4 separate regions of the Mus musculus genome follow, and regions 1, 3 and 4 are each linked to region 2. The links are chromatin contacts, called in public Hi-C maps. All regions are on one chromosome and are shown on one strand. The core of a region is the stretch at or near the end of the contact, and the rest is flanking DNA. Distances in the headings are between cores, read along the strand shown.

Region 1 (5,856 bases), core at 2,608-5,107, 420 kb after region 2:
TTTAAGAAGGACATAAATAACTCCCTTAAAGAAATACAGGAGAACATAGGCAAATAGCTATAAACCCTTAAAGAAGAAATACAAAAATCCCTTAAAGAATTACAGGAAAACACAATCAAAGAGGTGAAGGAAATGAACAAAATCATCGAAGATCTAAAAAATGGAAATAAAAACAATAAAAAAAAATCACAAAGGGAAACAGCCCTGGAGATAGAAAACCTAAAAAAGATATAAGGAGTCATAGATGCAAGCATCACCAACGGAATACAAGAAATAGAAGAGGAAATCTCCGGTGCAGAAGATACCATAGAAAATATTGACACAACAGTCAAAGAAAATGCAAAAGGCTAAAAGTTCCTAACCCAAAACATCCAGGAAATCCAGGACACAATGAGAAGACCAAACTTAAGGATAATAGGTATAGAAGAGAGTGAAGATTCCCAACTTAAAGGGCCAGTAAATATCTTCAATAAAATTATAGAAGAAAACCTCCCTAACCTAAAGAAAGAGATGCCCATGAACATACAAGATGCCTACAGAACTCCAAATAGACTGGACCAGAAAAGAAATTCCTCCCATCACATAATAATCAAAACACCAAATGCACTAAACAAAGAAAGAATAATAAAAGCACTAAAGGAAAAAGGTCAAGTAACATATAAAGGCAGACCTGTCAGAATTACACCAGAATTTTCACCAGAGACTAGGAAAGCTAGAAGATCCTGGATAGATGTCACACAGACCTTAAGAGAACACAAATACCAGCCCAGGCTACTATACCCAGCAAAACTCTCAATTACCATAGATGGAGAAACCAAGATTTTTCCATGTCAAAAACAAATTTACACAGCATCTTTCCATAAATCCAGCCCTACAAAGGATAATAGATGAAAAACACCAACACAAGGAGGGAAACTACACCCTAGAAAAAGCAAGAAAGTAATCTTTCAACAAACCCAGAAGTAGATAGTCACACAAATATAATTCCATCTCTAACATCAAAAATGACAGGATATAACAATCACTTTCCCTTAATATCTCTTAACATCAATGGATTCAACTCCCCAATTTAAACAAACAAACAAACATAGACTAACAGAATGGATACATTTTGCTGCATACAGGAAACACACCTCAGTGACAAAGACAGACACTACCTCAGAGTAAAAGCTTGGAAAACAATTTTCCAAGCAAATGGTCCCAAGAAACAAGCTGGAGCAGCCATTCTAATATTGAACAAAACTGAATGAATGGAAACATGTATAAAAGTTGGGGTCATAGACAGATGCACTTAGCACTTAAAATGCACAGAATGCATAGAAACAAACACTTGTCTAGGACTAATTGGCTATTCTGTGTCTTTTGTTGTTCCATATCAAATTGAGGATTTTCTTTCTATTTACGTGAAGAATGAGATGAGGATGTTGATTGTGATTTCATTGAATCAGTAAACTGTTTTGTTAGGAAGCTCTTTTTTCACAATGTTAATTCTACCAAGATATATACTTAGGTGGTGTTCAAATTCTAGTATGTTTCTTAATCTCTTTCTTCCCACATTTAAAGTTTTCATTGTAGAGTTTTTTTTTACTTCCTTTGTTATGTATATTCTAAATATTTTTTTGAGAAACTGGGAAGAGGAGCGTGTCCATGATGTCTTTCTCAGCATGCTTGTTACTCATATATAGTAAGACTGGTAAATTTTGTAAGTCAATTGTGTATCATAACACTTTGCTGAAATTATTGATAATTTCGACAATTTTTCTAGTCAAATTTTGGGAACATTGGATATAAGATAATATAGTCTTCAATTGAGAATAATTTGGCTTAATATTTTTTCATTTGTATCCCTTCTCTTGCCTTATTGCTCCAGCTAATGCTTCAATTACATTATGGATGAGCAGTAGGGACAGTGGACAGTCCTCTCCCATTCCTGATGTTAAAGAGGCTTATTAATGGTTTTATTCATTTAGGATGTTATTGGCCATGGGTTTGCCATACATAACCTTTATTATGCTAAAATATGCTTCCTACAGTCCTACTTGTTCTAGGGCTTTTATTAAGAAGGCATGTTGAATCTTATCAAAGACTTTTTCTTTACTTTTTTTTTTTTTTGCTTCCATTGAGATGATCATATGATTCTTATATTTATTGTCCATGTATTTGGTTTATTACATTAATTTCTTATATATGCTAAAAATAAAAATAAAACAATGAAAAAAAACTAAAACAACTGTGGCTAAATGATTAAATATATGCATGTTTTCAGTTGTCCAATAAAATAGACATTTAAAATGCCCCATCATCTGAGATCCCATGCCTTCTTATCCCATGGATGCTTACACACACACACACTATCATGCTAGAATCCTCTTGTATGCCACCACTTATTCATCCTGCAAATATATGAATTTGCTGAACTTTACTAATCATCTACCTTGTGGTCAACAGTATGCTAGACCTCATGTACCCAAAACAATAGACCAAAGCTCATAGGATAGAAGGGATAGCAAAAATTCAAACAAGCTGGGCGTGGTGGTGCACGCCTTTAATCTCAGCACTCGGGAGCAGAGGCAGGCAGATTTCTGAGTTCAAGGCCAGCCTGGTCTACAAAGAGAGTTCCAGGACAGCCAGGGCTATACAGAGAAACCCTGTCTCAAAACAAACAAACAAACAAAATTCAAACAAATATGATACTGAATTCTCTGCCACATGCAGATAAATATAAGGCACTTTGGTGCTTTTAACACAATCCCAGAGGGCCTCCTAGAGGAGATGACTTTTAAGGTAGATATGATCAGAAAAGCAAAGTGTGGCAGACAATCTTAGTAAGCATGAAGATAATCTAGAAATAAAGGGTCAGTGACGACATAGGACATGGTATGATATGGGTGCCACCAGGCTGGAGCACAAGCTCCATCAAGGGAAGAATGAAAGAATGCACAAGTTTCAGTAGACTTCAGGAAGCCTGCTGATGCGTGGAAGAAACACAGATACATTACCTTTGGCTCATTCTTCAGAGAAAACTGCTAGGAAAACATCTTTGTGTTCAGTGTGTTGATGATAAAGTAACCAGGTTGTACAAACCATGACATGGACTCAGGTATTCCATCATAAACTAAAAACTGTGTCTCTCTGGTCCCTCCACCACTAGCAGCTTCAGAGTCACATACTAAAGCTTATGTCCCAATGGGATAGAATCTGGGAGGTAATTATGCCTAGATATAGTCTCGGATATAAGACTCCAGTGTGCGAATAAGACTCTGATAAAAAGAGGAAAGGCCAGGAAGATGGCTCAGTCAGTAAAGTGCTTACTTGCCTTGTAAGCATAAGGACCTTAGGTCAAATAATCCAGAACTCAGTCCAGTTATGGGGGTCAGAGAGAAGCAGGTTTCTTCGCTCTCTGGCCAGCTAACTTGGCCATGGTAAAGTTCCAGACCAATCAGAAACCTTGTCTCAAAAGGTAGAAGATGATGCAGAAGCAATACCTGAAGTTTCCCTTCAACCTGTGTACATGTACATACACACACACACACACACACACACACACACACACATATGCGCACACATTATACACAGATGGGAAGAGATACCAAAGCTTCCTCTTCTGCCATGTGATCATATATTGAGAAGGTAAGCCAGAAACCAAATGAGATAGCAGCTGATCTGAGACTTTCAGACTCCACAACTTGAGAGAATGTTTCTGTTGTTTAAGCCTAATCTCCAGGGGGTTGTTGCCATGCTGTGAGACTACTAAAGTGCTTCTCTTTCACTCCCGTTAGTCTTAATGTGGTGACTCAGGCTGGTCCTTCTGTCTGTGGCTTCAGCCTTCTTACTCTATTTGATGACCCCACATCCTTGCTTACATAAGTCATCCCAGCCATTACTAATGGCTTGGTCAGTGGCATCCTGAGTGACCTGGAAGATTATGATTAGGACATAGTAAGTCCAGGACTAACAAAGTCAGGGCTCTTCATAGTCTATTTGACTGATCTGGTGGAAGAAGGCTAGTAAGGATGTTGTCAGTAACAAAGCAGGAATAAAGCACGCAGGGAGTGGTGTTCATGGACAGACAGTGGGAAGAAGGGGAGGAAGCCCCACCCACAGAGCAGGAAGGTCAGAGATGAGAACAGAACGGATGGCACAGAATATCACCTTCACGGGTGAAGTGTTCCAGAGCCAATCTGACAAAATAATGCCCGAGAATTTCCTGTTTGAATCTGAGCTGCTCGGCTCCAGCAGGAAGCAGCACCCTATTTTCATATAGTCACATTTCTGCCACCCACGTGGCCTGTCAACCCTTGAAAGTAATACTTCCCACCCACCCACCCTGTGGAAATCTGCAGACTTCCCACAGGGCAGTTTCCAAATACCCAAAGCCCCACTCAATCAGAGTAGCACATGGCCATACATATTTAGGGATTTTAATCTTTCCACATAAATCACTCCCTCTGGCTACTTAATCATGTGTGACAACTTGCAGTGACTGCATCTCGTGCTCTGACTTCCCTGAAAGGTCTTGCAAGCTAAGCAGGGTTAAGCTGAGTCAGTAACTTGAATGAAAGGCACAAGATCCACACCGGAAATGCACGGAACGAGTCAACAAGCAGCACATCTTTCAGAACTGTGACCTCTCGCCACCAGGAAGTGGAGCTCTGGGTGACTCTAGAAACTATGTGACAACAGCTCACGGTGTCCTCCTCGCCTGTGGAAACTGGCCTCTCAGCATTAGCCCACTCTGTGGGTCTGTGCTCCTGTACTGGCTAGTTTTGTGTCAACTTGACACAGCTGGAGTTATCACAGAGAAAGGAGCTTCAGTTGAGGAAATGTCTCCATGAGATCCAGCTGTGGGGTATTTTCTCAATTAGTGATAAAGGGGGAAAGGCCCCTTGTGGGTGGTGCCATCTCTGGGCTGGTAGTCTTGGTTCTATAAGAGAGCAGGCTGAGTAAGCCAGGGGAAGCAAGCCAGTAAAGAACATCCCTCCATGGCCTCTGCATCAGCTCCTGCTCCCTGCCCTGCTTGAGTTCCAGTCCTGACTTCCCTGGTGATGAACAGCAGCATGGAAGTGTAAGCTGAATAAACCCTTTCCACCCTAACTTGCTTCTTGGTCATGATGTTTGTGCAGGAATAGAAACCCTGACTAAGCTCCCAACTCTTTTTGGAGGCAATTTGCCTTAATCGGAGGTATCGTAAAGCCAATCAAGCAAGGATGGCCCAAGGACTTTGAATCCAACCAAGAATTCTCAGACTTTAAGATTCCCAGGCCATAGCTGCTGGGAATATAGCAATGTCTCAGTTCTTTATTTTAACACTACCATAACCTCAAACTTTGAAGATCTCGATTGGTTAGACTCTGTTAATGATGCCAAGGTCCATGTAATTGTGTGTGTTGTGTGTGTGTGTGTATGAGAGAGAGGGGGAGAGTCGGCATACGTTATGAATAGGTGAGCATGTGGTCGTGGGTGCATATATGTAACTGTGCACATTAATGTTTATACATATGAGTATGGGAGCTAAAGGACCATTTCTGGTGGTATCCTCAAGACTAACTCTGGTGGTATCTATCTCCTTTGAGATACAGCCTTTTATTGGCCTGAAACCCACCAATTAGCCTAAACTAGCTATCCAGTGAGCCCCAGGGATGCACCTGCCTCTGGATCCCCAGCCCCAGGATTATAAGCACACAGCACATTACCCAGCCTTTCATGTGACTTCTGGAGATCAAACCCAGGCCCACATCTCTATTTTATCATCAACTGAGTTATCTCCCCAGCTCTCTTCTAGGCACTTTTCTCATAATGAATTATTCATTTCAACCCTATAACAAGAGAGTAAAAGCTTTGCCCATGGTCCTACAG
Region 2 (6,055 bases), core at 943-3,442:
GTCATCTAAAGTCAAACACATTATGGCAAGACCCTTCTCCCCAGTTAGGACTCCAAAGTGGCTTTGAATCTTAAATCATTTGGTGTGTATCAATATCAACATCTTGGAAGATAAAATGCTGTGTGTGTGTGTGTGTGTGTGTGTGTGTGTGTGAGAGAGAGAGAGAGAGAGAGAGAGAGAGTAAAAATACCATGTGAATTTGAGACTAACATGTCCTTCATTTTCTAGTAAAGAGACAAAAATAAGTTAGTCTCAAGGACACTGTGTAGTGGCTGAGGAGGAAGGGAAGCCGAAGGGGGACTACTGTTTCTTCAGAAGCTCAAACCAGGAAATATCTGCATGACCCCGTGGACTTTTTCAACAGATTATCTGGGGAAGACAAAAGGCTTCCTTCCAGGAATTGATGATAAAGGCTCAAAGAACCAAAAGCGAGAAAAGACATATGTTAGGAAGCTGGGTCGGCGAGGAACGGGTTCAATCCTGGAACAAATCCCCAGTGCCTGCACTTGACTGCTATTTTAATGTAGACCTTGCAATTCATCTCATACGTTTTTATCATTCCTAGAGTTTCCTGGGAGAGCTGTGAGCTATCTCCACTACACTGTCAGAATAAGCTGCCTCTGGTCCTCCTGCCATGAGGGAGGAAAGCTGTGCTCCCCCTCAAAAAAGCTTTCATTAGGGTTTCTCTCCAGGGATGGAGACAAAGGACACATCCAAACAGGTGCCACCGCTAGGCCCTGCTTTGCTTTGTTTGTCTGCAGCCAGGCGGAAGCCAGGTGTTATCAGAGCTTTTCAGATGTGCGCCTCTGACAAAATCCAGGGTTTCTAAAGGATGAAAATGTAACTGCTTTAATATGAGGCCAGGAAAGAGTCACAGAAACGCCCTGGCCACTCTTGGGTGCTATCAAAAGTAGAGCTCTACTCTTATTTGCAAATATCCCTTCCCCTGGCCTCTTCCACCCAAAGCCATACAACCAAGAGACCCCAGAGCTAAACCCAGGCTTGCAAAGAATGATAACGGTAAAGGGCATCTTTAATTAAATGTCATTACAGTTTGGATAAGGTTGCAGTGTGGGCTAGCATGACACACATGTCGCAGCATGTATGTGGAGATCAGATGGCAGCCTGTGGAAGCTGATTCTCCCCTACTACATGGATTCCAAGGATTAAACTTCCGGAACACCAGGCTTGGCAGCAAACACTTTTACCTGCTGAGCCATCTCGCCAGCCCGCCATTTTAAATAATAGGGGAAATGTGAATGCATTTCTCTAGAGAAAGAATAATTTTCGGGTTTTTATCTTTTTTCAAAGGATCTATAACCTTCCGTTCCACTCAAAGGGACACTAGTTGAATTTAAGCAATTTGCCTAATTAGCTGAGTTTGATTCAGTAAGTAAGAATGTTTTGGCTTTATGTAAGAAATCATTTTTTTGCTATTGCTACTTCCAAGGAACGATGTTGATAGAGAAATCTGTCACCCCACTGTTTTTCATGCTGACCAGTCTAAGAACTTCGCAAATGCACCCATTCTGTTGAGCCAATTCAAGCGTGTCACCCTCCATAATTCTTAAAGCTGTTCTTCAGAAATGACGGCTGGCCTTGTGAGTCTGTGAGTTCAAACAGAAACCTTTGATGCCTATCTATTCGCTTCTTTCTGAAAACAGATCTTTGTTTATCCCAACACTCCCACCGTAAGGTGGACTCCGTACATAATTGCTCTAAAGACCAGTGGACTCAAGGTTCTCTCCACTTTGGAGCTCTCTGCCTGTGCACACAGCTTCTGCCCTGTGTCCTCTACCCAGTCCTTCCTTGTGTAAATAAGGTTGGCGCCTCTTCCGGAGATCCCAAGGGTAGAATCCTATTGGTGCCAGGTACTCATTACTGTAAGTGGCGCCTGTTACCCGCCTCGGGAGCAGAAGGCAAACATAATGATAACAACTCCCCACACCAGTGGCCTCCCCGACCTAGTTACTTATTTTTAATTAAGATGGCAATGCAACACCTTTCCATCTCCTCGAGGGATTGCTGTGTTCCAGTTTAAAGGGGGCTGGAGAAGATGGCTCTGTACACCCAGATCTTTGCTTCTAAAGACAGGAGAGGCCATGTTTTCTGGTTGGTGGTATTCGAGGCGGCACGAAGCAGGTGTTTTCCAGGAGGTGGCAGTGCGCTCTAAGGCAGGCTGGGCCTGCCTCCCGTATCACCCAAAGAATATTGTAATTGAGACATAGCATTATAATGCATTCCAGCCCACACAGCTGTGCGTGTCACCTCGGGAAGCTTTTTACCAGTTTCAAAGTCACCGCAACCAGGGTAGGGAGATGGAAGCATGGGGGGGACACAAGGCAAAAGTGGGAGGAGGCTCGGCGGGGGCGGGGGGGGGGGGCAAATCAGGGACACTTGGCTTTGTTGTGAGTGGAGTTTCAATACTGAAGAGCCAGGGGCCACCCTGATACATATTTACGACTGTTCCAGGCTCACCTCTGAGGACCAATAAAAGGAAGCTGAAGGACTCTTGTTTTGTCTGCATCTTAATTCCAGGTTTACAAGAAATATTCCATTACCCCAATTCAGAGGCCAAGCATCCTTCCTTTATAAATGAGATGTCTCCTTGTCAGGAGGGGTGAAGAGCATGGTGAACCTGTCTCCTCCTGAGAGGCGTGTGTGTTGGGTGGGGGTGGGGGCGGGGTGATGAGAGAAGAAAGAGCTTTGCCTGACCCTGTGGTTCCCAGTGCCTGTGACATCTCAGGACCAAACCAGAGAAAGCAGACCAAGGACTGTAGGAGAGGACTTTCCCCAGCTTTAGTCTGTTGGCAGAGGTTCTGTTTTTCACAAGTACAGCGGTAAGAATGAGTGGACCTGATAGGATCAGAGTCAAGGGCACTGAGATGACCATTCAGTGTCTCCATTTAGCTTCCTGGATGTGTTCATAGTGAGGGGGGTTGACTTCCTTTTCTCAAGTCTCTTGTGTTTGTGAATTTGTTTACTTATAGCTCTTTGAAACTTGTCTGAGACCCTTGTGTGACAGAACAATGAGGTCTATTAGATGAGTTGCTTGGGAAATCTACACAGCGAATTAGTATTTGAAGAAAGCGAGCTCAGCCTTTCTTTTTTTATTATTTTTTATTTTTATTAGATGTTTTCTTCATTTACATTTCAAATGCTATCCCCAAAGTCTCCTATACCCTCCCCCCACCCTGCTCCCCAACCCACCCACTCCTGCTTCCTGGCCCTGGCATTCCCCTATACTGGGACATATGATCTTCGTAAGACCAAGGACCTCTCTTCCCAATGATGGCCAACTAGACCATCTTCTGCTACATATGCAGCTAGAGACATGAGCTCTGTGGGTACTGGTTAGTTCATATTGTTGTTCCTCCTATAGGGTTGCAGACCCCTTCAGCTCCTTGGGTACTTTCTCTAAGCTCAGCCTTTCTCTACCCGTCCTCAAACATATCCAGAGGCTGCATTGTTCTAATTGAGTTCTGTCTTCTCTCACCCTCTCCGATGGGAAACTTGTTCTGTGCTCTCTGAAGAGGTCATCTGGAAAGCTCTCCCTACCACACACCCATATCTAGTTCTAAGAATAATCCAATTTACAATGCACAAAGTATCATTTGTATGCTGTACCCATAGCGTTTGAAAGATGCCATCTTTCTATTGGCATCTGTTGTTTTATTTTACATGTGGGTCCATGTAGAGGGACAAGGTGGATGCTGGGAGCGTTCCTCAAATGCTACACCTTATTTACTGAGGCAGGGTTTCTCAGTTGAGCCCAGAGCTCACCTCTATGGCTAATTTGGCTAACTATCGGGCACCACAGAGTCCATCTCCACATTTCAAATGTGAGAACTACCAGTAGGTTGCCATACCTACCAGGAAAATGTTTTTAAAGTCAGAAAACAAAGCAGATTAACATGCAATTAAGAGAAGAAAATTGGTTTTGAGGACTAGGTGATATTCTTCTATCAAGAGGCCGATCTTTCTTAGTGGAAATCAGACTGCATTCTGGGTAAGAAGGAAGGTGCACTCAGTTTGCAAAGCACGAGAAACAACTTAGCAAATATAGAACGTGGTGGTAGAATGGGGTTCATAGCAGTTCAAAAGGCCTACCAACAATCAACTAAGGGGGAGTAGAACATTCCCAGACAGGTGAACATACCTGTCACAGAAGGCAGGTAGAACATGAAGACTCCACAGAACATTCAGAACACTTAAAAGAATAATGATCAGAAATACTACAATACAAATTATGGAAGAAAATGATTGGGCAAACCCTTGAACGTTGTGGTGTGGTAACAAGGTCCGATGAACAAGATAAACTGATAGATAATAGGTCACAAAAGAAAGCATGCATGGCATAGGCAGGCATCTTAGACAATACACAGACAGAGCAGGAGGACAACAACCCAGACCAATGCGACAGACACATTCATCCCAGTAAGACGGATGCAATGCTCACCTTCAGTGATTTTTTGTTTTATCAATCTGTTTACCCCTTATATGGTTTATAAATCCCATTGTAATTAAAATATTTTCCAAAAAATAGCTTCATATTTAAGTCCTAACTCAAGAAATCAAACATGTGCCTGATGCTCCACTATCCCAGGTAGTTCCTATTGACCATCTGGCAGGCATGTGATATCATTAGCTATATTTAAACTCATAAATATCAGCCAAGAAGATTGAGGAGGTGCCAGGATGATACAAATTATTCATGGAAAATGGTGTCCCATTGTCCAGAAAGGGCACAAGCCTGAAAAGCAACTCATTCAAAGTCAATTAGTACATGTGACAATGTCCTTCCTCTCCATCACAGAGAGAAACTTCAAGTGTGGGAATCCCAGATAATACAACTGCAGCGTGTGAACTAGCCTAAAGCTTTTACATGCTTGGATATTGAGAAGGGATTCAGTTTTACAGAACTGCACAGGAAGACTGGTGTATGGATGTAAGGACACTTTTAGATCAAGCATATCACTCACCTTGGTCTCTCTAAGCTTCCTATTGGTAACCTGTGTACTGTGTTCACTTCCAGATCTGTGGGAAACATTTCCCTGTTGTTTTCTTAGCTTCAGACTATAGGACAATGGGCAGCATAGGATTTCATCTTGTCTCAACCCTTAGTACGTTAGCAGTGAGGCAACGTGTGGTGACACATCATAGACTTGGGTCATTAGTTTGTAGGCAAGAGAAGCTAATGAGGTCATCACAGAATAGGGGACTTTCTAGGTATTAGTTCTTTCCCTACTAAAGGAAGAATGGAATCACGAGGCTTAGCACATACAGGAAGCAGGAACTGAAGTGACAGTAAGTGACTCTCATCATTTCTTTTGCCCTTGTAGCCACTGTTCTGAGGATAAAAATCTAGAGAAGGAGAAATGGAGTCTACCTGAGTCATATGCTTGGTGGTACCTAGGCAGTAAGTTCTCCCAGTAAAAGAGTCAATAGCCCCTGTAGCTTATATAGTCAGGACATCTGAGAATACATTCAATTAGGAAAAAGTAATCCCAGCATGGAAATTAGGCTACTGCTAGAAAGGAAAGATGGATGTGGAGAACCCAAAATTCATCACACACACACATGCAAACATGCATGCAAGCATACACATATAGGCATGCACACATACATAGAGTGCTTACATACAGACACACACATGTGCATGCACATGACCTTGCACAGAATGACCAAACAAACAAATACACATACATGCACACACAGGCACAGACACACACATACAGAGAGCTCAGATAAACATAGATACACATACATGTTCACACAGACACGCACATAGAGATATACTCACACCACACACACAATGTGCTCAGACATACCTAGACACTCATACATGTTCATACAGACATACATGCACAGATATACACACACTCCACACATAACCCTCTCCACACAATGAGTTCTTAGACACATAGACACACATGCATGTACTCACAGAGCTATGTATACACTCCATGCATACCCCATCTCTCTCTCTCTCACACACACACCACCACCACCACCATCACATAAAACATTACACACCTTTAATCCCAGCACTACG
Region 3 (6,645 bases), core at 179-2,678, 380 kb after region 2:
AGGCAAAAAAAATACATGTATATCCGTTTATTATAGTCTAACTGTGGCTGTTTGAATAAGGATGGCCCCATAGCCTCACATGTGTGAATACTAGGTTCTCAATTGGCTGAAAGGTTTAGAAAGAATCAGGAGGTGTGGTCTTGTTGGAGGAGGTGTGTCACGGAGGCGGGCTTTGAGGTTTCAAATGATTTTGTGGACTGGGATGTGGGCTCTCAGCTGCTGCTCCAGTGTCCTGCTTGCTTCCATGCTGCTATACTCCCTGCCGTGAAGCTAACAGCTCCACCTCCACCTCCCAATTCTGCAAGCATAAACCGCAAGCAAGCCCTTCCTTCTCTAGTTGCCTTGTTCATAGTATTTTATCACAGCAATAGAAAAAAAATAGTAACACACTAACCAAAAGGCTAAAACAAGAACATACCTTCCCATCTCACAGAGAAGAAAACAGACAATAATGAAAAAGACTTAACTGGTGTTCTATACAAGCAAGTTCTCCTGCATTTGCAAAAACAAAGGTATCTCAAGAAACGATAAGAGACCTTGCCTAGAAAGACAGGCAATCATGAGGAAGGTGAAGGATGGACGGGAAAGGAGCATGCTAGTTAATGAAGAAAGCCCTAGAGCTGCGGTCTCTCCCCGTTGTAGCTGCTTTACAGATACTGGAGGGCAAGACATCGTCCATAAATTATACTCTGACCCCATTTTCTAAATTTCATTAAAAAACATTTTTTCCCTCTTTTATCTGAACATTCTCTTTCGACTTTCACAAAGACACTCCTGGGTCTGTGTTATTACCCAATAAGTTACCTGCTCCTGTGCGCGGTGACTGTAATCAAGCCTGTGCGGCTACTCTAACAATGCACCTAAGTGGGCCACAGACCTCGCTTGCTCGCCCTGTTGTGTCATTTCACTTAATTAATAAGCAGAACGAAGATTTCAGAAAAGGAGGAAATTTGATTACACAGCATTGTAATGGCACTCGAGTCTACAGTGAAGATGGAGTGGGGTCTGCCCCCTTAAAATTTCCATTTGCTTTACCATTGTACAGTGGAAATGTCAGCGTAGCTCCACTCCACAGCCCCTCCCAGGTGGCCTTTAGCCGCGTCTCTCGGTAATACTAAACCATTAGTCATGCCCGGGTCAGTGATGTGTCAATAACAGAATAATTATTAAAGGAAGCCTTAAGAGGAAGGACAGCAGCCTCAGTTTCAGAACTAGATAGACCACCCAGTCATGGCTGGTTGATTAAATGAATGGATGCTGAATAAAATGTCCCCTTTACATCTGGAGACCTAAGGACTGCTGATCCCATTATTCCAGGGTTTGTTTGTAGCTGCTAAACACCTTTTCAGACCAATAAGCCGCGCGGCTTTTACTCCTGATGATTGCAGCCCGCCCTTCCCAAGTAGAACAAATTTACCGGAGTTAATGGCTCTGCCGTTTTAAAGGAAGTCAGTCAGCGGAGCAATTCAGAGCGATTGAATCTTTGCAGAATGCAAGGTGCAGAGAAGACATGGACTTGAGAGCCTGAAATTGGGGATGCTCGCATCTTGGGCTAGACCTCTGAGAGAACCCAGCGAAATGCTAAGGAGAAACTCCGAGGGGGTGTTTCTGAAAGCCCTAAGCATTAAAATGAGGAACAGGGAAGAGAGGCGAGTATGCGCAGGACTCCCTGTGAGCATGGAGTCCCGCACCCAGGGCCAAGAAATTGTCACTCCAAGAGCAAGGCCTTCAGCAGAGCCCTTCTCAGGCCGTTCAGAGGAAGAACAACTCGGTTGACCTCTTTGATCTGAGACTTCCGGTCTTCAGACTTCAGAGAGAATGACTCTGGGCGGATTAGGCCATTTTCTTTTGTGGGTTTTATCATGACAATCCTAGCAGGCATGTGGGAAGCTCTAACCGCAATGTTTGCTGGTTGAGTAATCTTAGGCACGTTATTTAAACTTATGACCATTTACTTCTTGAAAAATGAGAACAAAAATGTATTGTTTATTATAGGAATCACATATTTATTATGGGAATTAAATCTGTATGTAAAGAATGGGCTTCAAATTCTAATAGAAGCCCAAAGGAGAGGGCTGGGCCAGGAAATGTAGGGGGATGTTCAGCAAGCCCTTTAGACAGTTTTCATCAAAAGCAACAATAAAATAGCATTTCTAATACTTCCTTTATGTGCATTGTGATTAGAATAAACCTTGTTGCCTTTCATCTCTCAAATTCAGTTGTGGCATAATTACATTTCAGACCAATAAATAAGTAAATAAATATCTAAGAAACAAATGTCTTTAAAGGGCAATTCCTTGATCTATACCATTGATGATGATATGCTGAAAAATGATACTTCCTGTCATGTTCTTCCTCCAATCATACAGCCTCCAGGTTAATCATAAGGAAAACATTGAATTTCCATGAAAGATTATCCTACAAAGTATCTCACTAGTGCCCTTAAAATTGGCAAGGTCACAAACAATAAGGAAAGCCTGAGTAACTGCCCCAGCCAAGCAGAAACCAGACCTATTGAGAACAACTGTAACAGAGATACACAAGTCCCCAGGAGAAGAGCCTAGAATACAAAGAAGGTCTGAAATAGAAACTACGGAAGTCTGAATTACTGGATGTTAATAATACACAGCATTGCTCCAGTAATGTTAACAAATGTGCCACACTAATGGTAAAGTGTTAACGACAGAGAAATCAGTAACTGGAGACTAGAGACAGGGAACCATCTTCTCATTATCCTGTAAGTCCAAAGCTAATCTGAAACACAAAGTCTTCTGAGGCTTGAGAGAGATGGCCTGTGTGGAAGCACCGGCCATGGAAATGTGGGGACCTGACTGTGGATCCCTGGGACCCATGCAATGTTCAGAGCATCAGTATTTTTATCCCAGTGCTACATTAGGGGAGATGGAAGGCAGAGCCAGAAACTCACCAGCCACTAGCCTGGCATACACAGCAGACAAACAAGAAAGATGCTGTCCCAAGCAACGTAGAAAACAAAGACTGATGCACTAAGGTTGGTCTCTGACCTCTACATGCTTGCATACCTTGGCACATGGGTACCCACATTCACATATAAGAATGCACACACATGTGTACATACACTTCATGTATACATGCCATTTACACAGTAAATAAATACATAAAATTAATTTTAAAAAGCCCAAATTTTCTGAAGAGTATTAGAGAAATTAAATACGTGACTCAAAAATACTTTATTCTAATGCTTTTTCCTCTTCACTGGAGGTGCTGCACCCATTGCACTATCACACCTCTACACACAAGTTCATATGTACACACACATACTCACACACACAATCACACACACAAGAACCGCCTTCTAGCCTCATTGATAGGGTGCCCTCCCCCACTGTCTCCGCACTTGACCCCAAGCCCTCCTTGACAAACGTCACTAACAACTACCAATCAGAGTAGTTTTCAACACCCAAATAACTCAAAAGTTCTTCCTTTGCTGCCCATAGAATAGCAGCATAAGACTCCCCTGAAGCAAGTATCCCTTCTCCAGCTCTGTTAGCATTGTCATAAGCAATCCTAGTAGGGAATTTATAATAGATAAAATTATCAGCCCCAATACATTATGACTATTTCAGAAATCAAAGTGTGTGTGCGTGTGTGTGTGTTCATTCTCTTGGTACTTAGATTTATACATTTATTTAATTTTAATCACAGTGGGCCATTGAGATGGTTCAGTAGACAAAGACACTTGCTGTCAACCCTGGCAATCTGAGTTCAATCCCTGGGACCTACATAGTAGAAAGAGAGAACCAAGTTCCTCAAGTTTTTTTTTAATCTCCACACACTTACCATAGCACAGTGGTGCATACATACTCTCTCACACACACAAATAAATGTAATAATTCTTTAAATGGCATTTGGGCCGGGCAGAGAGGCCAGTTGATAAAATGCTTGCCTTAAAAAGCCTGAGGTCCTGAGTTTGATCTCAAGAGCCTGCCTTTTAAAAAGTCAAGGTGGTATGTGTTTGCAATCCCAGTGTTGGGGAGAGAAAGACAAGCAAATCCCCAAAACTTGCTGATGAACTGGTTAGCCCACTTAGAAAGTGCTAGGTCACTGAGAAATCCTGTTTCAAAAAAGACAAAAAGGAGGAGGAAGAGGAAGACTATGAAGATAACGATGATGACAACACATGAGGAGTGAGACCCAAGACTGTTCTCTGGCTTCCAAATGATGGATGTATATACACATAAGCACAGACACACACACACATAAGCACACATACATACAAACCCACAAGCACACATACACACACACACACACACAGTGGCAATCTCAATACTACCTTCAAAACTTACACTATTTTGATGAATTACAAAGCACACAAAACTATGAATAGTAATGTTCAGACATGCCTGGATATGTAATGTGATAAAAATTGATTTTTTGAAAAGATAGAACAAGTAAGGAATGAACTCAAAATGTGTAAGCACTCATCTCCTGGAAAGCAGACGGGGTAGAAAGAAAGAGCACAATGCCTTTCAGTGGATGAGTGTATTTTACAACTTACTTGCATATCCCATGTTCTTTGGAATGTTATCAAATAAAACTATGGATTTTTAAAAGGATAATAAGAGCTTGTAATACTCGGTTCCAGCAGCCAAGGGCTCCAACTAGGGCTTATGTAAAGAGAAAAATAATTTATTAATATTTTTGGGTGACTCACAGACTAACCAGAAGGACCAAACAGCCAGGCTGCAGCTCAGCCAAGAACTCAGGCGTCAGAGCTGGGCCTCGGAAGACACCGTTGCATGCAGACACTGCGGCTTCCATCTCCAAAGCTACAAATAGTAGTGCTTTGCCAGGCTCCTTCTCGAGAGTGGACAGCTGCTGTCACAGGGTGTCCTTATGGCTCCCGTTTCTTCATGCTCCTAGCCTGGTTCCAGCTCTGAGTGGATAAGTCTGGTAGGGCCAAGTCATGTGCCTGTGTCCTTCCTCAGGAAGACTGGGAGAGTGTTGAGATTCTACCCTTTCCTCCAAGGATCATAGGGTTATAAATAGCTCACATGTAGCCAGAGACTTCATATGCTAAGGGTCCAAACAATTGATAAGTGTCCACTACAATCCACTTTTAACTGTTTAGCATCGACACACAGCCTTCCCCACATGCAGTTTTTTTTCCATTTTTTTCCAATTTTTTATTAGGTATTTTCTTCATTTACATTTCAAATGCTATCCCGAAAATCCCCCATACCCCCCCCCTCCTACCCACCCACTCCTACTTCTTGGCCCTGGTGTTCCCCTATACTGGGGCACACACATAAAGTTTGCAATACCAAAGGGTCTCTCTTTCCAATGATGGCCAACTAGGCCACCTTCTGCTACATATGCAGCTAGAGACACGAGCTCTGGGGGTACTGGTTAGTTCATATTGTTGTTCTACCTATAGGGTTGCAGACCCCTTTAGCTCCTTGGGTACTTTCTCTAGCTCCTCCATTGGGGGCCCTGTGTTCCATCCAATAGCTGACTGTGAGCATCCACTTCTGTGTTTGCCACATGCAGTTTTTTAAAAAGCATTTATACCTTACATACTTCAGCGACCCCTCACAGTGTTAATATGGTGGTATCCTTGTTGTCCCTAAACAGTGGGAACTCTCAAAGACCCAAGGTTTCAGGTCTCTACTCAGCTATACTCACGAGATCTCTGAGAATCCATTCTTCCATCAGAATCTATTCCTGATACTCTAGAGCTGCTAAACCAAAATACTATGCTGACTCCTCCCACCAAGTATTTTTTCTAGTAGAAACAGGGGGTAGGGAGAAATGAAAAAAAGAAAGGGGAAAGTTCAACTATAAAAATAGGTTCCATCCCACCAAAAATACTCAAGTGGCTATAAGTCAGTAGGTGACATCCATGGGTCCCTGATCCCATTCAGAGACCCTTCTGCCTTTGTCCAGAACCTCAGGGTTGACTCAATCTTATTCCTGGGAGATATGAACTGCTGGTAGAAAAAGGATCAGCCCCTCCACACACACATGACAGCTTATGTCCCAGGTGGGATGCTCTTCAAGACGCTCAACTATATTAAGGATTGATAAAGATTAATACTTCTATATTACTTATATTTGGAACAATTATTCTATTTTTACTTTAAAATAACTTTATTCTAATCCACTCACAAATAAAAACATCACTCCGCAAGATTAAGGTAGCTAGTCAAATAAAAAGTCACCCAGTCCCAAACTCTATGCACCTCAGTGAACTTTCATTCATTTAGAACAACCATTCTGAATGACTGCTTGGAATTAATACTTCGGTAATTTGTTGGAGACACAGGACTTTCAATGGGCTGGAGTATCCTCTAAATATCATTGACTACTTTGAAAATAAGCTTATGAATGGCTGAGGCCCTGTGTCAAGAACATGGATTTTCTGCTTCCAAATAAAACCTACTTCTATTACATCATATTAGTTCTCCAAATAGCCCCAGAGAAGGGGGGAAATGAAACCCGTCACAAAACTGTATGTAGGGTGACATATAAGTGTCACACGATGCACAGCGGACATGTTTAACCATACTCTTTGGTCACCCTCTTCCTTATACTCAGATTATTTAATTTTAGAAAGAAAAAATGAGACCAAGAGTAGGGCTGAGACCTTTTTTGTTCAATTACTCC
Region 4 (6,170 bases), core at 1,955-4,454, 340 kb after region 2:
ACATACTATGTAGACACAAGCCCATTTATACCAGTATGTCTCGGCCATATTTCTGATTCCAAAAGGTATTTTAGCCAAAGCAGGAGTACATGTATCATCACTTAAGACACATTCTAAGAGTGTTCTTTCAGTTTGGTGCCCTTGAGACATTTGGGGACAATAGAGCCTCTTTCAAACCATATATTCAATTTCTAGACCTCAAAAATCTGTTTTATTTCATGTCTCCATTCTGAGATAAAAGTTGGCTCTCTTATTTGCTGCATTTGCCTGTTGTTGATATGACTTCATATTCATTAAATCTGCATATATGAATTTTAAGAAATTATATATGGGGTGTGAATATCCTTATATAGATAGAATCCACTTGAAGACTCTTTTTTATAAACATACTTGCTTACATTTTCCCATAAAAACTTCATGATAGAGTTTCTTTCTTTAATGAATCCTGAGTGTGCATCCATTATGACTCTGAAACAATAAATAAATAAATAAATAAACAAACAAACAAACAAATAAATAAATGTAGTTGAGGCTTGTTGACAAATAATGAGCTGTACCCACACTGCATAGTAGGCATGATGGGAGCTACAAGGAAAACATCACCAGGATACAGGGGACACCATAGATGACAATACAGCTCTTGGCTATTCCTAAAGGTTCTCTTACCCCAACTATCAACGCTGTGTTCCACTTCAGAGGGGAAAACATGGAATATAGGTATTAGAAAGAAATATCTCGTTGTGTCAGATTCTCCTACTTTGCTTTGAAGAATCCAAAAATTCAGAAGTCTGTAACTTATTTAAAAGACCACAGAGCTTTACAACTTTGAAGAACATATCTATGTCCAGAAACATTTCCAAATGTGGGCTCAGACTACAAACTAGACCAAGTTCCAAACGTGGAACATGACATTGGCTCCACATCTCCTCTATTCCACAGAAGAAATACCATTGGTTACTGTCACCTAGCTATCACCCAGATGCATCGAGGGCAAATATGCACCTTATGATATACTCAAAGGTCACAAAACTTGGAAGTATCTTCCAGGAAAATCAAATTAGAAGATAAACATGAAATCAGGTATATAAGAAAGAACACATATTTGGAATAAGAAAGCAAAACCTGGTACATTTGTAGTGAGCAATTATTGCATATGTTATAAATCCAGAGCAATGATGCAATCGTTTGTGAGTCAACATCTGACACACCTCTGCAATGGCTGACCCTTTAAACTGTGGGCTGGATCCTCTCATTACTTGTGCATGTGAGAATGGTTAAGTAATAGTTTTATGAAGGGGAAATAGAATGATAATTTGCCTTTGCTCTTTCATGGTTGTTCAAACGTTTCCTTTCATTATCTACAGTTCAGAAAGGGCTTTCTTCAATCTCAGAACCCATTAGAGGCATTGCCTGGGAAGCTTCTAGGATAGCTATCAAATCAGAGAAGACATGGACCAAGCTTTTCCTCACAAAGATGAAGTATAGGATTTGAAGACATTTTCTGCAAAGTAGTTTCTGGCTGTGCATATTTAAAAATCTGCTTACTCCCTGTATACAAAGTACTACCATCTTCAGGCATCTTATTGATAGCCTATAAGAAAATTTCTCTACCTCCATTCCCAAGCAAGAGGCAACCTGAATTCTCATGGACACATTCTCTTCCTGCCCCTTGGTGCCGTTTTGTATAGGACAGGAAATCTTTGGGAGAAGGAAGACTCATCTACCCAAAGCCAATTTCCTGCCACTCTTTAAACTCCAAATTCTCATAACAGCCTGGGATCCTGATAGAGACATTTTGAACATGTGGGTTTAGTGGAATACACCTTTAGTCCTAGCATTTAGAAGGCAGAGACAAGTGGATAGTTGTTGGATGCTAGCCTGGTCTACAAAGAAAATTTCAGGGTAGCCAGGGCTACACAGAGAAACCTGTCTCGAACAAATAAAATGGTAGATAGATAGATAGATAGATAGATAGATAGATAGATAGATAGATAGATGGATGGATGGATGGATGGATGGATCAATAGATCGATAGGACAGACAGATAGAATTTTGTTCAAACAGAGCCTAAGCAGATCTCTTACTCCCACAGGCAAATCCTCTGCTTAGTGTATTATTTGGTCAACCTCAGATCCATGAATATGGAGCCTCATAAATGAAGAACCTTAAGGTTACAAGTCACTGACTTTGCAGTAAATCCATCTCTTTGTGACACTCAGAGGTTCTTCAGTAAAAACCCCTTTTATCCTAGACCTTAAAGGAATTTGGTGGTTACCCTATTCACCAAAAGAGTATTTCATAAAAATCTCATCACTATACCAGCAAAGAATTGACTTCTCCTATACACCATCTCTATGCCAGCCCTTTGATTGGACCTGATTCCTTCAGATGGCCTCTACCTGTAAGGTTAGGGCTTTGGTCCTACAGCAGGTGGACCCCGATAAGAGCTCCCAGAGACAGTTCAGAGGAGGCAGAGACTCTGTTCAGAATGTGTCCCTCAGTGCCCACCCTGTTCTCTTCCGCTCCTTCAGGAGGTCTGAGTCTCTCCCCAGACCCCCAGGATTCCAACTTTCAAGCACTTTTATCCACATTCAGGGCGGGAGATAATAAGTCCTTTGCCTTAAGGTATGTGTCCTTAAACAGAACAAAACCTTGCACAAGAGATCAGGGCAACAAGGTTTAACAAAATGTCTTATAAACTAAAGGTTTAAAAAAATGTCTAGGCTCTTTAAATAAGACATGACACTAATCCCCCCACCTCCACTGAGTGAGAAATAAAGAAGCAGAGTTGGGGTCATTAGCCCAGAAGAGGAGTGGCAGGCTTCTAAGGTGAACTGGCAGACTGAGGTGTAAGTCAGGGTAAGGGCCAGCAGCAGGCTGGCACTGCCATGCGTTCTCTCCTGCTGGCTACATGCACACTCCCAAAGGGAGGGCCAGTTCCCAGGATCTCATTTTGTATTCCTTGCACTATGAGCAGCAACCAGCCCAAGGGAGTGAGGAGCTGGGAGGGGCACCTAGAAAGAGAAGGACACATTTAAAAGGAAAGATTTACGAGGCCGTGAAGATGGTTCGCCCTGGCTCCTGAGTGCAGGAGTATGACTTATTTATTTTATTTTCCTTTGTAACCAAAACCTTCCCTGGACTCCCATTGGCCCCAGCAGAGAAGGGAGAGAGGGCTGGCCCGTCAGGCGTTGAGCGCTGGGCCAACGGGAGATAGTGTGGCGTGATGCTGACGCAGCCCACTGACAAACCAGACAGAGGCCCAGGGGAGCAGCTGGGAGCTGAGCCGCCAGAGCCAGGCAGGTAGCAAGCTGTCAAGCTGGGGAATTGTGAAGAGGCACTGCCGGTGGGGTGGGGGACAGGCTGGGGAGACAGGCAGGACAAGGTGTGACTCTGTTGCTCAAACATAACTATTCGCCAACTCTACGTTGAGTCTCCAGCCTCCCCGGCTGCATCAGCATCGACTGTTTCCTTTCCCTCCCTCGTTTCTATGAAGATAGAGAAAGCCAGACCAAGAGCGCAGACAAACGAATTAGTGATATTAAAACATGACTTAGTAGTCAGCTGCCTCAGTGGACAGCGGCTGTTCTCAGGGAAGCCTGTTGGATAGAAATGAGCTTCTGTTCTGGAAGATAGGCTGGGGTTGAAGGAAGCTTTACATAGTACTGGGGATGTCTATGCTCCTGGTTCAAACGAACAAATTTGTGAACTACCCACGGCCTGGCCAATTGCCTGCTCCACAACCCAAGCCTCCCAAAGAAAGAAGGATCTGAGTTCTCAGAGAGTTAGGGGTGAAGAGAGCAAAGCCTTAGGCCCCTGGAAAAACCCTCATTCTTCTTCAGGAACCCCAAAATATTCTCAGTGCAGACCGTAGCACTTTTCTTTTCTTTTTTTTTTTTCTTTTCTTGTCAAAGCCCTCCCATTTGGGGGGGAAAAATCAACTATTTAGGACAAAAGCGATAGATAGATAGATAGATAGATAGATAGATAGATAGATAGATAGATAGATAGATAGAACAATAAAACTTTCTTGTTGGATGTGCTGACCCACCGTGTTCTCAGAACTTTTCAGAACAGTGAGTACATCCAACTACCCTCTCCCTAGATAGCGCGGCACATGTCCGCTGACAGCACACAGCACAGGTCCTAAGTTTCACTTCTTAAATGACAGGGCAGATGGGGCTGATACAGTGGCTGGAGCATTCAGACTGATTTGATCCACAGTGGAATTCAGAAGCCCAATGGTCATATCCTTCTTGGTGCTGGAGACCCTTCTGCTCTGCCTAGCTGCCCCTGTCTAGAGGACAGGTTATGTCATGTCCTATCTATAAATGGAACAATAAAGGCCCCACAGTTCCACTGGGGAGACAGTGTACTTGGAGACATAGTGTCACATTACCTAAGGGCCTTATATTATGGGATGCCATCACGAAGCTTGAATGGCACTTCACACAAGCCCTCAGCGGCTATAGAAGCAGGCTTGCAGGCCTGCACCATGCTGACCATGAACCACTGCACATCTGAATAAAGCCCTTCAGCTCAAGCAGGCCCATGTGAGGGTCGAGGAAGTATGAGCAGCTCCTGCAGGAGCAGAGTCCCAAGAGGAGGGCAAAATGTGATCTAACACACGGAAGCAATTTGGACCTGGTGAAGGCCCAGATGGCGGGAGCAATGCTATGTTATTGTCTTAGTGGTCACATGGAATTCAAGTGCCTTTCCATATCACACTCTTCTGTATTTTTATAAGTATAAGACGTTCTCAACTAATGAGCCAATGAGAAGAGATCTTCCCTGGTTCCAGTTGTCATGGGAACAAAACCCCTTAGAAATAACCCATCTTCTTACCCTGTGAAAACCCTTCTACCCCAAATTGGAAAGCTAGAGGTGTTTTGTTACAGTGGATCTTTTTTTTTTTTTTTCTTGATGTGTTTGGTTTATACTCTTGAAAGGAAGTGTCACACATGTACTGTCCCCACAGGAAATTCTGTTCAAGTTAACCCCTTGCTTCCCAGTTCTCCTTCTGTCATTCATTCCCACAGAGCCACCCTCCTAGACCCTGTTTATAAACTGTCTACACCGTGACCAGTTTTAACACAGCTCCGATGAGCAGTTAACTGTTATTACCACGGAGTCCGAGGAGCAGCCAACTCAGACTGCTCACCCCAAACAACATAAGCAATTCCATAGCTTGTTTGTTGCCTTGCAGCACCTCTCAGGCTTTATGTGCAGATCAAGACCTGTACTGCTCGGATCAGTCCAGATCGGGGTCGCCTGAAATGGGGTCAGCCTGAACTGAGGAACATGAGGAACATCATGATTTGGATTTTGATTGCATTCTAGGGACCTGACAAATAAAATGCCCAATACTTGATAGGTCCCCCTCCCCCATCTCTCTCTCTCTCTCTCTCTCTCTCTCTCTCTCTCTCTCACTCTTTTCCTCCTCCCCTTCCCCCACACCATATGTATAATGTATTAAGTGACTGACTAAATATAGTCTCTTCAATGTTGGATCTAAGGAATTAAAAGTTAAAGCATGGGCCATGGAGCTGAAGTGCTCAGCCATCATCCTTTTTCATACATACACTGACTAGTGTGAGATGGGACAGTTGCTTTTGGCTCTGTGCTCCACTCACACATCCATGTTTTCCTGTGTAAGTGGAGATAACATGTGCCCCACAGGCCTCTTATGGGACTTAAATACCGCCTACGCTATGGTCTCTTCACCTAGCAGTAAACAGGAGATAAAGACGAATTGAGTGTGCTAGTCCCCAGCTATCCAAACCAGGAGAAGGGTCTCCTTCACTGCGCACATCATGAGCTTTCCCTCGTTCACCGGGCCTGGATCTACAGGAAACATGCCTTTAAAACTTAACATAGCTAAAGGGAATCTCATTCTAGGAGTGACATTTGTTTTTTGACACTCCATGACACACTGTGTTTTTAAACATGTGACTGCCCATTGATTTGAGTATTTTGTTGAACAATTTTACTGTTCTTATGCCCAAAGGCTTTTTAAAGCAAGGACCAATTTTTTTAAATCAAATAGATAAATGGATAGCTGTCACAGTTGAAATGACAGCAGCATAGGCAATAAGGCTAAACACTTCACATATTGCTATTTAACTATTTCCATGGTAGTCTAGGGTTTTCCTAATAGTTTGGGAGAGATG

What was found. Hi-C and Micro-C count contacts between places; a contact is called where the count stands out from the background.
Region 1: a Hi-C map of the N1E-115 cell line shows a contact between it and region 2, with 12 times the contacts expected there. The contact joins two enhancer-like sites. A contact is called at or near these places in 2 of 484 Hi-C or Micro-C datasets (the N1E-115 cell line and bone marrow-derived macrophages), 1 of 115 datasets of contacts at active chromatin or transcription factors (double positive thymocytes) and 1 of 9 other capture datasets (embryonic stem cells).
Region 3: a Hi-C map of the N1E-115 cell line shows a contact between it and region 2, with 11 times the contacts expected there. The contact joins two enhancer-like sites. A contact is called at or near these places in 2 of 484 Hi-C or Micro-C datasets (the HPC-7 cell line and the N1E-115 cell line) and 1 of 115 datasets of contacts at active chromatin or transcription factors (pancreatic cancer cells).
Region 4: a Hi-C map of the N1E-115 cell line shows a contact between it and region 2, with 13 times the contacts expected there. The contact joins two enhancer-like sites. A contact is called at or near these places in 1 of 15 datasets of contacts at CTCF or cohesin (pro-B cells) and 3 of 484 Hi-C or Micro-C datasets (CD8 T cells, the N1E-115 cell line and uterus).

What each region holds. Positions count from the first base shown.
Region 1 is chr1:64,370,319-64,376,174 of GRCm38.p6, forward strand. No RefSeq gene overlaps it. Among named protein-coding and RNA genes, the nearest start is that of Gm35803, 94 kb to the left of the region's middle. Within about 2 kb of position 3,858, at least 34 of the 459 cell types and tissues checked have an H3K27ac peak or open chromatin away from gene starts, as enhancers often do. A contact at or near this core is called in the N1E-115 cell line, where this site is marked.
Region 2 is chr1:63,951,504-63,957,558 of GRCm38.p6, forward strand. No RefSeq gene overlaps it. Among named protein-coding and RNA genes, the nearest start is that of Gm13749, 10 kb to the right of the region's middle. Within about 2 kb of position 2,193, at least 22 of the 459 cell types and tissues checked have an H3K27ac peak or open chromatin away from gene starts, as enhancers often do. A contact at or near this core is called in the N1E-115 cell line, where this site is marked.
Region 3 is chr1:64,336,978-64,343,622 of GRCm38.p6, forward strand. No RefSeq gene overlaps it. Among named protein-coding and RNA genes, the nearest start is that of Gm35803, 61 kb to the left of the region's middle. Within about 2 kb of position 1,429, at least 50 of the 459 cell types and tissues checked have an H3K27ac peak or open chromatin away from gene starts, as enhancers often do. A contact at or near this core is called in the N1E-115 cell line, where this site is marked.
Region 4 is chr1:64,286,062-64,292,231 of GRCm38.p6, forward strand. The region is part of intron 1 of Gm35803 (a long non-coding RNA gene); the gene reads left to right. Among named protein-coding and RNA genes, the nearest start is that of Gm35803, 9.8 kb to the left of the region's middle. Within about 2 kb of position 3,205, at least 46 of the 459 cell types and tissues checked have an H3K27ac peak or open chromatin away from gene starts, as enhancers often do. A contact at or near this core is called in the N1E-115 cell line, where this site is marked.